3 separate regions of the Triticum aestivum genome follow, and all the other regions are linked to region 1. Evidence: chromatin contacts called from public Hi-C data. All regions are on one chromosome and are shown on one strand. Each heading gives the region's core, a stretch centred on a gene start, on an enhancer-like site or on the middle of the called end of the contact. The rest is flanking DNA. Distances are from core to core; before and after follow the strand shown.

Region 1 (2,727 bases), core at 194-2,693:
GGAGAGGTGGGCGGGGCGACAGCTCGTAGTTACGTACGTACGCGGTGTAGTAGTGACGCGCTCACGCGGACTGCTTCTAGTCGCTGCGGAGCTTGTGCTTGCCGGACGCCTTCTTGTGGGGCTTCTCGGCGTTACCGTCCGCCTTGCCGCCGGCGGCCTCCGGCTGTGCGTCCTTGTGCCCCTGCGAGACGGTGCTTGACACCTGCTGCTGCTTGTTGCCAGCCGCCAAGCCATCCAGGTCCTCGGGGTCGACGGAGCTGATCCGTATGACCGAGGGGCCGTCGGAGGACATGGGGTTATTGAACTCGTTGCATAACTTCCTGACCTCGCCGTCCTTGCCGGTGATGGCCTTGAGCACGGTGAGCTTCTCCATGGCCTTGCCGAATGCCGACGCGAAGTCCTCTTTGGGCTTGTTGAGCATGTCCTTGAGCAGGGGCCCCGTCTTCTCGTCGATGGCGAGGAGGCGGTCGAGGGTGAGCGGCATCTTCTCGGCGATGGCGTTGGCGAAGAAGGAGTTGTCAACGACGTTGGGGTTGGACTGGTCCATGTTGACGAAGCCCGTGTCCCGGTTGGGCCCGTCGCAGAGCTTGCTGATGCTGGCGTGATAGCCCGCCTCCATGGGCGAGGCGTCGGGCTCGATGAAGATGCACCTGACCTTGCCGATGCTGTGGCCGCCGGCGAGCAGCAGCACCATCTCCTCGGCGGTGAAGCCGGCCTTCACGAAGTCGGCCGTGACCTGGGGCACGGGGATGTCCGGGCCGGGCAGGTTGTCGTCGGACTCCTCGCGGTTGGAGACGAGCGAGTCGCGGCGGCCCGTGGGAACCGCGTAGTCCGGGCCGCCGGCGAGTTTCACGGAGTCGCGGGTGGCGAGGGAGATGATGTCGGCGCAGGACACCGTGTTGGGGCACTTGGCCTCCAGCTCCTTCTTGGCCTCGTCGATGATGTCGTAGCCGCGGACCGAGATGTTGGGCCCGGCCTCCTTCTCGGAGCTTTGGTTGGACAGCGGGTCGATGAGGATGGACGCGTCGCACCCCTAACATAACATAACATCCATGCATGCATGCATGCATGCAGAGGCAGCAGCAGATCAACCCACATTTTCTCTCCATCGAGGACGGATTCTAATTAAATTTCTACGTACTAATCAAGAACCAAACGAGGGGGGCGTACGTACATTGGCGAAGCAGTCGTGGAAGAGGAGGCGGAGGAGGCCGGCGGCGGTGCCGGGGTCGTCCTTCATTTTCTTCTCGATGACGCCGGCGACGATCTTCTCGGCGTCCGGGCAGGACTCCTTGTAGAAGTCGGGGGCGAGGTCGGCGGCGGCCAGCGGCGCGGCGGCCGCGAGGAGGCCGAGGACGAGGACCAGGCGACAGGCGTCCATGGCTGGATCCAATGCAAGCAAGGTGCGCGAGTGTGCAGCAAGGCCTTGCGGTGCTGGGGGCACGCCCGGCTCGCGCTTAATACCCTGGCGGTCAACGAGGAGCCCCCGCGCGCCGCGGCCAGCGCGCGCATCAGTGGGTGGCTGTCAGCACTTTCGACTTCCTTGTCTGTGTAATAATAGCAAGAGGCCGTGCCTTCCCTCCGTTTGGTCCTCTCTTCTCCATCACCATCGGCATGCCGCATGCATATGCACGTACTACCAGCTACAGATAAACACGTATGGGTTTTGAAAATTCTACAGGTGTTTCTTGACCCACTTTTGGAGGAAGCATCCTAACCATGATGTGCTGTTGCACAGGGGTTGGACTGGAGCATCATAAATAAAATCTTGAAAAAGTAGTACCCCGGATGCAATTATTTTTCCGAACAAAGGAGGAATTTTATTGGCACAAAATAAAGCAGCAAGGGAATACACGAGAAAGGACTTTATCGCGGAACCGGTTTTTTAAATACGTCATAAACATTTTTGAAATGTTGTTGAACATTTTTTAATACACTATGAACATTTCCTAAATACAGGTTAAACATTTTTATAATACACCATGATTTTTTTCAAATGGATGAGCATTTAAAAAATACATGGATATTTTTTAGTTTCTTTATGTGTGAACATTTTTTACAACACATGCATATTTTAACACTTTAATTGATTATATATAAATTAATAAGATAAGTTGATTCTGTATAACTGGATTCAAAAGTTTCATCCATCTCTAAACTTATTAGTTAATTTCACAATAAAACCCAGAGAAATAGAAAAAGGTGAAATAAAAAAACAAAAATGCTTTAAATCATCATGGGGACCGCAGATCCACATCCGACGCCTTCTCTGCATGCCACGTGCCCATGTCCACCTCCACTAGTTTTTGCTATTGGCTCGTTCTTGCAATCTCTCTCATCGCAACAATGGGTCTGTTGCAGGATCTGGATCCTTAAGAGAAGTCGCCTTTGGTGGTCTTCCTGAGCTTCCATCGAGTAGCCGCCTCCCCGCACTGTTTCGACTGCGAGCTCCCATCGAGTTACCGTCTCCCCGCTGCTCCGACTCCCGCCATCGGCTAGCACGCCGACGAGCTTCCTTGGCGAGATGCAAGTTGTTGCAAGGCATGCAAGTCACTGGCGCTCCTCCCGAGCTCATGTCGAGTTGTTGCCACCCCGCGTTGCTCCGCCCACCCTGAGTTCCTGTCGAGTCACCACCTCCCCATGCTGCTCCGAGTGCCCCGAGTTTCTGTCGAGTCTCCGCCTCCCCACGCTGCTTGTCGCCACTGGCTCTCGCCGTTGACTAGCGCG
Region 2 (2,723 bases), core at 40-2,539, 560 kb after region 1:
TTCTGGTCCAGAAAAAATCTTCAAAAAGTTACGCGGTGTTTGGACTGCGTTTGATATTGATTTCCTGCGTTGTAAAAAACAAGCAAAAATAGCAACTGGCACTCGGCACTGGGTCAATAGGTTAGTCCGAAAAATGATATAATGTTGCTATAAAATAATTGTAAAACATCCAAGAATGATAAAATAACAACACGAATACTTCATAAATTATAGATACGTTGGAGACGTATCTGTGGCCAACCCTCCTTTGCTTGTAACAGAACTTATTGACCATACATCTGCAAGATGAGACATGGAACGACTAGAGGAGGTGTGCTTACCAATTGACATTCCATCTATTCTCAATATCCCGATCTGTACAAATGAGGTAGAAGATAGCTGGGCGTGGTATTTTGAGAAGAGTGCCTGCTACACCGTGAGATCAGCTTCCAAAATGATGATTGCTATAAAGTATAGGCGGGAAGCATGGATTGATGGATCTGCCAGTTCCTCCAGTACTGACAGGGATGTGATGTCGTGGAAAATATTGTGGAAGACACCCATCCCAGGGAAAATACGTATGTTCTTATGGAGAGTAGCAAAACACTCGTTACTAGAGAGGATGTACGGGCTCATAGAAAAATGTTCACTACCAGCACTTGCGCTCTGTGTGGTGCGGCGAACTCTTGGAGACACTCGTTGCTCGAGTGCACCATGTCAAGGTGTGTCTGGGCGCTTGTCGATGGTGAGTTGGCTCAGCACTTATGCGAGACTACTGAACCGAGTGCCAAGCAGTGGTTGTTTGCGATGATTGATACATTATCACATGAGGCTTTTATCAAGTTATCAGTCACCTTGTGGACAATATGATGGGTACGAAGAAAAATTATACACGATTTTTTTTATCAAAGTCCCTCAACTACATATGAGTTCGTCGAAAGATTTATTGTTGAACTAAGATGTCAATGCAAAAGGAGGCAAGGGAGTCAGCTGAGAGTAGAAGAACAACGGCAAGGCCAAGGGCGCCACCTACGGGTTTTGCCAAAATCCATGTCGATGCAAGTGTGGTAAAATCTGAAATGAGAGGAGCTGCATCTGCAGTGTGCCGCGATGAGGATGAACAATTTTTTTCTCTTGATCCAGCATAAAAGAATCCGCCGTACGCAAGAAGAACGAAGGAAACAAACAGAAATGGCTGGGCCCAGCTGTTTGGGCCGCGAGTTGGGCTGGGCCCTGTGCTAGTTGGCAACGAGGGGGGAGCAAGATTAGTTTAAGCCATGGATCATCGTCGTCTCCGGCTCAGTCAGATCTGCCTGCCCCGCTCGACGCCGAGGGACCACCCACCACCACCACCACCACCCACGACTCCACCAGCAGGACGCAGCTCTTCCTCCCCTCCCAGCACCCCCCGCGATCCCACCCCGAGATCCCCGTCCCCCGACCCGCGCCGCCGCGCGGGGGCCCGGCGGGCTCGGACCGCCCTCGGCTGCCCTCGCTCTGCCGCGCGAGGTCGACCCAGGACGCCCGCCAGGGCCATTCCGGACCCCCCTTGCTCGCGCGGCTGACGGCGAGCGGCCATGAATTTCCTCTACCGAGCCGCGCAGCCCGAGCTGCCGCGGATCCCCGAGCAGCAGGGGGTCCTCAAGACCCTGGAGGGCCTCATCGCCGACGATCCGCTCCGCATCTCCGCCGCGGCGGAAGACGACGAAGCTGCCAGCAACGGAGCCGGGGAGATCGGCGGCGACACCGCCGCTTCCTCTCCTTCCGCTTCTTCAGATTCGAAAAGTACAGCTCCGGCCGGGAAGCACAGCGATGTTTCCCAGGACGAAGGGTGGATCACGATTCCCAACAGTTGGTGCCCCTTTCCCCTTGCTTGGCCTTTCTCCTCGTTGCATTGCAGATTCACCACTGCCACATTTCTCCTTGGAAATGCCAGCCCGGTAGCTTACCGATTCACAATTTACCTCCGCAGAGGAGCTTCCTGGGGATTGGAGTGAGGTTTCGGACATGCTGCAGCTGCGGCCGTTGGACCGCCCCTTCCTCTTTCCTGGTAAATGCATTTCCCCTGCTGAAGTTACTGGAGTGCATCTTGCTGCCTGTGCCTGTTTCTTTGTTTTTGTTTTGGTATCTGAATTAGTTTGGTTATATCAGGCGAGCAGGTTCATATACTGGCGTGCCTATCAGCCTCTCAGCAAGATACGACCTGCATATCTCCGTTTAGAATTGCTGCCGTGATGTCTAAGAGCGGAAATTCGCCGCGGCACCCCACAAATAAATCTAGCTCTGTCAGTGAGAATGGGGATGCAAATGGAACAGCCGGAGAAAATAGTTCTCACGGTGTTGAGGATAACATGGAGAGTGTTGAACTCAACGACAAAGCATCTTCCCCTTCAAAACAAGATATTCTGGAGACTGAATCCCTCCTTCGGATGGAAGATCGCAAACAGCAAATAGAAACCGTGCTGCAAAAATTCAAAAGATCTAACTTCTTTGTTCGAATTGCGGAGTCAGATGAACCTCTCTGGTCCAAGAAAAGAGTAGCTGCAACTAAGACGGCAGATGAACAATTATATTCGGATAGCCAGGGAAATAACACAGTTTCAAGGAGTACTGCTTACAATACCATTTCTGATAAAGGAGTTTTTGATGGTAGCACATCCGGAGGAGTCGCTCGGGATACTGTAAGGTGCTATGCTCTGCAGAATGGAGACATCGTGGTATGTTTCGAACGATCCGTCTGTTTA
Region 3 (2,928 bases), core at 410-2,909, 630 kb before region 1:
GGGTTCTCCTGCTGGTAGTAGCCGCCGCTGGGGTGGTGTTGCTGCTGGTAGTAGCCGCCGGCCTCTCTTGGTTGCTGGTAGTAGCCGCCGGATTCGCCGCCCGGGTGTTGCTGCTGGTAGTAGCCGCCGGAGTTCGCGCTGGGGTGCTGTTGTTGTTGGTAGTAGCCGCCGGCGCCGGCGTACCCCGCGCCGTCGGCATTGCCGCCATAGGGGCTGTAGTAGCTGGGCGGGGGGCCCTGCGGCTGCGGGTACGGGACTTGGCCGTACGGCGAGACGTGGTGCGTCCTCGGCTGGACCGGCGCGGGCGCCACGGACGCCGCGGCGGACGCCATGGACGGGCCCGTCACCTCGATGCCTTTCCCCTTGTCCTGGCTCATGACGACGTGGTCACCGCCCGCCGCTTTGTCCTTCTTCTCGCCGTCGCCGGCGCCCTTGTCCTTCTTCTCGTCGCTGCCGCCCTTGTCCTTCTTGCCGGGCGCGACGGCCTCGACGGCGCGGTTGAGCTTCTCCGTGAGATACGCCACCATGGCGGGGACGTCCATGGTCCCCGTGACCTTCACCTCGTCCTTGGCATTGCCCTCCAGCTCCACATGCTTGACCCCTGGAAGAGACAAGACACACAGAACATCGTCAATTTCGAACGGAAGATACAAAATTAACAGCAGAACAAACCGCGAATTCGAAGAATTTAGAAGAAACCCAGCAAAACCGCACCTTTGATTTTGTAGATTCGGCGCCTGATGCGGTCGGCGCAGCCGTCGCAGTGGAGGCGGATCTTGAGCAGCACCGTGGTCTCCTGCGAAAGCAAAATCGAAGCGGAGACATTGTGAGCCGCAAGGTCGGTGGGACGGGCGTGGTGGTTGGGAGCAGAGTATTGCGTGGGGGTAGGATTTGCTGCTGCTTGTGTACCGACCTGGAGCTCCGTGGGTTTCTTCTCCTCTGTGTGGGTGGGCGGTTGCTTCTTCGCCGCGTCTTCCTCTTTGGGCGGCTGCGGCTTGGAGGAGCCGGGCTTATCCCCCTTGTCGGCTCCGCCGCCCCCCTTGTCGGGATTCTCCTTGTCGGGGCTCTTCTTCTCGGCCGCGGCGGGGGCTGCTGGGGGCTTGGCCGGGCCGGCGCCGGCGCCGGAGGAGACGATCTCGACGGGCTTCTTGGTGCGGGACTCGATCCTCGCCTTGAGCGCGGCCGCGTCGGCCGTCCCCGCCACGACGACCCTGTTCGACGCCGCGTCCGCCACCACCGCCTGCACGCCTGCGCGACAAGTCCAGACAAGCACACGAATCAGCCACCAGACTAACACAAAATGCAGAGAAGGGAGCACGGGAGCAGGGAAATTGGCGGCGGGATGGAGCGGGCGCGTACCAGGCATGCTCTTGATGCTGTTGCGGACCTTCTTGGCGCAGCCGGCGCAATGCAAGACCATCTTGAGCACGACCGGCGGCGGCGGCTCGGCGGCGCCGTCGACGCCGCCGGGAGCCTCCTTCCCCGCCCCCATAGAAACCGAGGAGGCTAGCTAGCTACGCTCTGTGGCTCTCCGAGGCTTCTGGACTCTTCTTCTCTAGCTCCTTCTCCGGGTCTCCTACACGTGTTGGCGCGAGCGAGCAGGGGAGCGTGGGTGTTTTGACGGCGCGGGCTCTGCGAGAAAAACCAAGCGGAACGAGAACGAAACAAAACGGCAGTGCGGCGCGGGCGGGGATAAATAGGCGGGGGGAAGGAAAGGTCCGGAGGTAGAAGGCAAGGCGGCGGGGCCCGCGCGTCAGGCGGTGCCGGCCGCCCGATCCGATCCACATCCGCGGTGCGCGTGGCGGTAAGTTTCTGCCCGCTGCTGCTGCTGCTGCTGCTGGCGGGTGGGGAGTGCGGGTTACGCCCGCTCACCTGGGACGTCATCACCGCGTTGAGTTGACCGGTGTTACCGTCGCCGCGGCTGGCAATGTCATGCCATGTAAAGGTGAACCCGTCATTGCGCTCCCTTTTCCTCCACCGGTCGGATTGCCTGGCTATAGCTAGCCAAATCGTAGCGCACGCGCAATGGAGTGGCTTTCTGATTACAAAAGGGTTTTCTTTCCTTTTTCCAAAGTCTAAACACGGCGAGGGCTGTCCTTTTGGCCTTTACATTGTTTTCGTATAGACGTCATGACAGACGATCTTGAATTTTGATTCAACTTCTATACATGTTTGCGTGTCACTGAACGATAGGTGTTTGCGGTATAGTAGCAGCTCTATATTTTTTTTCTCGATCGAGTTTTGGACATGCCTGACCGGACCCCACAAGGCTACACGAGCAAACAAAAGACCTCATCTCTGATTGATGATGTCGTTAAGTCACCTCTTTCTCGAAACCAGCAATGATTAACATCAGAGGGTTATCACTTATCTTGTTGACGCCTCTATCTTTTTTTTCGCGAGAAAAATTTCGATCTATTTATCTTCAATCATGGCAGTACAACGAGTACCAGAAATAATAGAAATTACATCCAGATCCGTAGACCACCTAGCGACAACTACCAGCACTGAAGCGAGCCGAAGGCGCGCCGCCGTCATCGCCCCTCCATCGCCGGAGTCGGGCATAACTTGTTGTAGTAGACAGTCGGGAAGTCGTCGTGCTAAAGCCCCGTAGGACCAGCGCACCAGAACAGCAACCGTCGCAGATGAAGAATAACGTAGATCAGAAAAATCCAATCCGAAGACACACAAACGTAGACGAACAACGACGAGATCCAAGCAAATCCACCAAATATAGATTCGCCGGAGACACACCTCCACACGCCCACCAACGATGCTAAACGCATCGCCGAAACGGGGGCTAGGCGGGGAGACCTTTATTCCATCTTCGGGGAACCGTCGCCGTCTCGTCTTCCTGAGCAGGACACAACCTCTAGCAAAACTGAAAGAAACGATTAAAAACGGAGCCCTCCCGCCGACCCTTGCCGA

What was found. Hi-C and Micro-C count contacts between places; a contact is called where the count stands out from the background.
Region 2: a Hi-C map of leaf shows a contact between it and region 1, with 7 times the contacts expected there. The contact joins the promoter of LOC123093179 here to the promoter of LOC123095154 in region 1. A contact is called at or near these places in 3 of 5 Hi-C or Micro-C datasets (all in leaf).
Region 3: a contact with region 1 is called in a Hi-C map of leaf, with 6 times the contacts expected there. The contact joins the promoter of LOC123093169 here to the promoter of LOC123095154 in region 1. A contact is called at or near these places in 2 of 5 Hi-C or Micro-C datasets (both in leaf).

Annotation. Positions count from the first base shown.
Region 1 is chr4B:543,161,925-543,164,651 of IWGSC CS RefSeq v2.1, forward strand. It overlaps LOC123095154 (peroxidase 44), which reads right to left and starts at 1,444. Exons shown (of 2, transcript XM_044516968.1): 1 at 1,175-1,444; 2 at 1-1,033. The coding sequence starts at 1,381. The coding sequence ends at 77.
Region 2 is chr4B:543,723,789-543,726,511 of IWGSC CS RefSeq v2.1, forward strand. It overlaps LOC123093179, which reads left to right and starts at 1,290. Exons shown (of 10, transcript XM_044515088.1): 1 at 1,290-1,830; 2 at 1,952-2,029; 3 at 2,131-2,696. The coding sequence starts at 1,557.
Region 3 is chr4B:542,535,965-542,538,892 of IWGSC CS RefSeq v2.1, forward strand. LOC123093169 (heavy metal-associated isoprenylated plant protein 6) reads right to left here and starts at 1,660. Exons shown (of 4, transcript XM_044515080.1): 1 at 1,360-1,660; 2 at 914-1,248; 3 at 715-796; 4 at 1-601. The coding sequence starts at 1,492.